Linked DNA regions of Mus musculus: region 1 is linked to region 2. Evidence: chromatin contacts called from public Hi-C data. All regions are on one chromosome and are shown on one strand. Each heading gives the region's core, a stretch centred on a gene start, on an enhancer-like site or on the middle of the called end of the contact. The rest is flanking DNA. Distances are from core to core; before and after follow the strand shown. Region 1 has its middle 7.5 kb from the start of Gm35706. Region 2 holds the start of Oxtr (oxytocin receptor).

The links. A called contact is a pair of places that touch in the nucleus more often than the background predicts.
Region 1: a contact with region 2 is called in a Hi-C map of uterus, with 4 times the contacts expected there. The contact joins the enhancer-like site here to the promoter of Oxtr in region 2. A contact is called at or near these places in 3 of 39 promoter capture datasets (liver and macrophages), 1 of 15 datasets of contacts at CTCF or cohesin (liver), 22 of 484 Hi-C or Micro-C datasets (ECoMG myeloid progenitors, the G1E-ER4 cell line, bone marrow-derived macrophages and 8 more), 3 of 115 datasets of contacts at active chromatin or transcription factors (embryonic stem cells and liver) and 2 of 9 other capture datasets (adipose tissue and pancreatic islet).

The regions. Positions count from the first base shown.
Region 1 is chr6:112,552,410-112,555,109 of GRCm38.p6, forward strand. No RefSeq gene overlaps it. Among named protein-coding and RNA genes, the nearest start is that of Gm35706, 7.5 kb to the left of the region's middle. Within about 2 kb of position 1,357, at least 18 of the 459 cell types and tissues checked have an H3K27ac peak or open chromatin away from gene starts, as enhancers often do. A contact at or near this core is called in adipose tissue, brown adipocytes and uterus, where this site is marked.
Region 2 is chr6:112,488,319-112,491,091 of GRCm38.p6, forward strand. Oxtr (oxytocin receptor) reads right to left here and starts at 1,507. Exons shown (of 2, transcript NM_001081147.2): 1 at 561-1,507. The coding sequence starts at 1,479.

The DNA of each region.
Region 1 (2,700 bases), core at 107-2,606, 64 kb after region 2:
ATATATAAGCAAAAGACTACTAAGACAGACAAACAGACAAACAAACAAAAGCAAACAAAAGCAAACAAAGCAACGGGACAGAAAAGTTCTACTGCTGCTGGCCCTTAAGTGTGGTTTATACACTCAATGAGACTCCATTGGAGAAAACTGATTTTTCCCTTTCAATTGGATGTCAATTAAAGATAGCTCCTGGGTTAAGGGTGGTGGCTCACATCTGGCTCTGGAGTAGGAAGGGTTTGGAAACACATAACACAGCAGGCAGTTCTCACACTTCTGATAGGAGTGAGCAATGACATTCTGGAATGGCGCCCAGGCCAGGCTGCCATGGTACTAGGGGCACAGTGACTTGCCAACCATCTGGACGGTGACTAGACGCCCAAAAGAAAAGATAGCCCAGAGCTGGAACCCAGTGAGGCAGGCAGGAGGACTGCACAGCTGGGCAGAGAAGTGCACATCTGACAATGGGCATCCGGGGAGCAGCCATTAGTCTTGCCTGAACTCAGCTCACATTCCCATGGGAGGTGTCAGTCATTTCCTGAAGCCACAGGTGGGCAGACAGTACGTAGGCTCACCTCACAGATAGAAACCAGAGCTCAAAGGCCCAAAGAGGGGACAGGAAGGTGGGACTGTGCTAGCATAGGTCTGAAGGGTCCTGATAATCAAATCCATGTCTCTGATTCTTGAGGAAATAGTGACTAACAGTGTTGCGTTTGCCATGACAGATCATATTTCTGTAGATTTATTTGTTTGTTTGAACTAAACTGTCCTTTCTGTAGTCGTAGGACAAAACTGTGGAGGAGGCCCTGAAGCCCCATATCCTCAGACTCCCTTCCATTCCTCTTGTCTAACCTCCCTTTCTTCCCACACTCAATTATAACCAGTCCTCGGGGCTTCCCAGATGGCCAGTCTCTGCCCCCTCGATAGCTTCCATCTTTAAGTATTTTAGGAGGTGTTTATGTCCTCTCTAGTTATTACCCCCACCCCCACCCCACATACTCAACTATAAGCTGCATAAAAGCAGCTTTACATAGGGGCATAGCCCCAGTGCCTATAAACAGAGCCTCACACATCATAGGTTCTTAATATATGTTTAAAGAACCAGGCAAGTCACTTACACAGAAGTTATGGAGGCTGCCCATGTTCCTCCCTGCAGTGTAACAGAGCTGTAAAAGAAGAGGGCCCTTTTGGAAAACAGAAATGTGCTGCGAAGAGGAAGAGAAGATTTGCTGAGCCCTTATTCCAGGGCCAAGCACCAAGCTAGGTAATTAACATATATTATCCATGACAATGGCTGTGCCGGTAGCTGCCCTGCGACAAGTTAATAATTAATCCAAAGCAATTGGTCTCTAGTAAAGGAATGGGAGATATAAAAAAGGAGTTTGAGTCTGAGATGGACTTTTCTGAGTACCTATCTTAGCACTCTGTAGCTTTATAGCCTTTAGCCACTTACACAATCAAAACTTAACCCTTGCCTACTTGTAGGAGGGATTGCTTTAGACATCACAACTGCTCAGTTATGACTAGGGAGGCTGCCACTGCCCAGGTGGGAGGTCTCCAAGTCAATGGGACTTTTATGTACCTTCCCCTACAGATATAAGTATGGATGGAAGATCCTTTGTGAAGACATGGCCAGGTGAAGTTGTTGATGCCTTTCATCTAGAAAAAAAACGACGCTGAGGAATTTTTAAGGACCAAAAGTAGCCATGGATATGTCTAATGATACCTGGGGAATAATTCTAGGTGTGATTTTTGGTCACCTATATTTGACTTAAGTCAGATTCATAAACAACTCATGTGGCTTCCAGTGAAGCTATTACATGACAACGTTGCTGGTCTTCTCTAAGATCCAGCTGTGATGCAAGATCATTTCCACTGCCAAACGGCCTCTGGCCCTGAGATCACCGGGCAGAAGAATGGAGTTGAGAAAGCAACCTAGAGACAAATAAGGCCATACAAAGGAGTTGTTCTGAGAGAAGGCCCAAGAGCTGATGAAAAGAGACAGACCAGGCAGTCACTTGCAGAATCAAAACTTAGACCTGATGACGTATTCCCATCTTACACAGGAAGACCTCTCAACATGAGCCCAACTAGGTTTCAGTATCTCTATGGCCAGAGCTATCTGTGTCCAATTCTCCTTCCGGTTCTCTCAGCAACTGTGGTGCATCCCATTTATCCTTCTTCTTTCACATCAATGTACTTCCAGGATGTGTCAATTGGGTGGCTTCCCTTCTTGGTCTTTCCCTTTAATGGCTGCATCAGTTCCCAAAAGGCTCCACTGATCATGTAACCACTGTGGGAATACGATTTCACAGATGAAGAGCCACATTAGAAAGGTCTTGTTGGAACATGAAAACAATCATAGGCCCTTAGATCTCAAGCCCAGGGCATATTTGATGTAAATTGGTGGTAAGAAACTAGGATGAGAATAAGCATATGTACATATGAGAGGGATGTGAATAATGTGAACCAGAGGGTTTGCTTAAATAAACTGAAAGAAAAAATGGTTCCAGTCTTCCATTCCTCCTTCTGTCTAGACCAACTCTAAAGGTACATTGCAACATCTCCCATGGACAGCTGGAGTCTATCTCTCCATCCTCGACACTTGGTGGGCCTTGTGACACAGTATGACCATTGCATGCTCTCTCTTGCTGTCTCTGTCTGGATCCTAACATCAGTGTATGACTTTCCATTTTTGCTGCT
Region 2 (2,773 bases), core at 257-2,756:
CTTCTGCCACACGAGACACTCTGGAATTGTCTTGACCTCTCCAGCGGTCCCTTAGAAGACCTATTCAGCTTTCACTGGACACCCAGTCAGCTTTCACGGGACCAACTGTTCTTTTCTTAGGTTGACCCTATCCAATCCGGACTTTCTGTGCTCAGGCTGACTTAAACTCATAAATTAAACTCAAAGTAGAGAAAGCCTGAGCCTGTGGTCAGGATGAAAACCCACTTCCATTCTGTCTCTCTGTAGGAAAGACAGTCGCCTGCCTCAGTTTCCCCCTCCTCAATAAGAATTTTCACACTGAAAGTTGCCCCAGGCCTGCACTGGAGTTCTTGCCTGCCTTCTGGCAAGAGTTTGCACTCTCGTGGGTATTTCTATGCTGTAGTCCTGGAGACACAGAGAAGTGACCTCCTCAAAGTCCAGAGACTGATGGACCTCGGGAGTGGAGTGCCACCAGAGACTGATGATGATGTGGAACCAGAAAGACCCTAGAACCCTGGGAGTCCAGAGATAGTGGAAGTAGGGCCTGGCCCTGCCACCCTCTTCCTCTCCACCCTCACTACCTTCTTTGGGCGCATTGACGTCCCAGACGCTCCACATCTGCACGAAGAAGAAAGGCGTCCAGCACACGATGAAGGCCAGAACAATGATGAAGGTCATCTTCACTGTGCGGATTTTGGCCTTGGAGATAAGCTTGACACTACTGACCCGTGCCAACGCCGCACGGCCAGCTCCACCGGCTGCGTCACTCCCCTCGGCAGCTGCCGCCGCGGCTGCCGTCTTGAGTCGCAGATTCTGCCAGATCTTGAAGCTGATGAGACCATAGCAGGCGGCCAGCACGATGACCGGTACAATGTAGACGGCGAGCGTGATCCACGTGACGTAGGCCTTGGGTCCCCAGGGCTGGATGAAGACCGCCCAGCAATCGAAGACGCCGTCCGCCACTTCGCGCAGCGAGAAAATGTGCACCTGCGGCACGCTGGCCACCAGGCAGCCGAGCCACGTCGCCAGCACCGCCAGGCGGTCGGTTCGGCGGCGCAGTGAGCGCAGCGGCTGGCAGATGGCCAGGCAGCGGTCGAGCGACATCAGCAACAGCAGGTAGGTGGAGGCGAACATGCCCACCACCTGCAAGTATTTGACCAGACGACACAGCAGGTCGGGCCCGTAGAAGCGGAAGGTGATGTCCCACAGCAGCTGCGGGAGAACCTGGAACACGGCCACCACCAGGTCGGCGATGCTCAGGTGCTTCATGAAAAAGAAGAGGCGCGAGTGCTTGTGGCGCGTCGTACGCAGCGCCAGCAGCACGCACGCGTTGCCACTCAGAGCCAGGAACAGTATGAGACACAGGACCGCCACCTCCACGCGCGCCAGGGCCTCGTTGCGTCGTGGCGGCCCGGCCGTGAGGTTACCCTCCGCCCCTGGTGGCACTCCACTCCCGAGGTCCAACTCGATACTCCAGTTGGCTGCGGGCGTGCCCTCCATGACCAACCGCGACCGCGACCGCGACCCTGAGGGAGCACCCGGCCTTGAGGCTCTTTAAAGTGTGGCACGTGGGGCGGGGCCCGGCGCTCAGTCCAGGTGTCTATGGGAGCACTCTGGCACTGACCTGCCTGTCCTCTCCCTGAAACAAACCAGGAGAACCGTGACAAGACCGTTGCGCTTCACTTAGGACCCGCGAGTGGGGCGTGTGTGTCCCCTCCCTGGGAATTTGAAGTTACCTGAGTCTCAGTGCACCAGCCCAGCCTTGGAGCTGCGCAGTGGTGGTGACTTCTCGGTGGTGACCGTAGGAATCCTAGTTTGAGGTACCTCCTTTGAGCTTCTGCAGATGCCCCTGCGCTTAGGTCCCAGGAAAGAGTCAGCCGCTCTGCCTGCAGAGAGGAAGCTTGCGATTAACCACTCTGCCCAAGAACAAGGACACACACCCCCAGCAGCCTCTCCCCACAGAGAACCCCCAAACCTACACCTCTCCTGTCAGGACACAGCACAGCCACGCCCTAAGGGATCCCCGAAGCCAGCCCCCGTAGTAAAAAGCTTTACTACGGGTACATCTTCCTGGGGTCCCCCCAAAAGCCCATCCTTCTTCACCTCCTGCTTCCAAGACTCAGCCCCAGCTCCCACAACTTCCCAACGCCGCTTGCTTCCGGAGGGACTCCCGCCTGCGAGCATAGTGCCCCCTCCTTACCTCCCACCCACCCCCACCCCCACCCCCACCCCCGCGCAACGCAAGGCTGCTATGCCAAAGACCCCAGAGGACGCCTTTCACAGAATCCCCAGCCCAGGAGCCCCGACAGTCAGGGGCTTTGCACCTTCGTCCAAGCTGTCACTTTTCAGTCTCTCTCGGTACACCCTGAGCACCTCCCGGAACCAGAGACGTGAAACGCGCCAGATCCTTCCCTCCGAACCTGAGGGTCCTACAGGTAGGTCCTAGGCATCCTGTCGCCACAGTGCGCAGGACCCAGCCACTTGAAGCGAGACTGCAGGTTAGCCCAAAGTTGCCTTGCCACCGGGGAAGTTGCACCACAGTGGATGGCCTCAGAGATGCATGGATTCTCCGCCCAGATTGGGAAAGCTGCTGGCGCCACCCTCCGTGCCACCAGGGGTAGAGATCTCGGCGTCTTTGCAAACTCCTACCTAGCCTGCGGCTTTGCTGGTGGCTGGATGCCTTAGGAAGGCAAGGGGAGAGCGCCAGCCAGGCTGTGAGCTGACCGAGTCAGCGCGCGGCGCTGTCTGAAGCTTTTCCACAACGGGAACCCTGAGCTGCGGCACCACATATGTC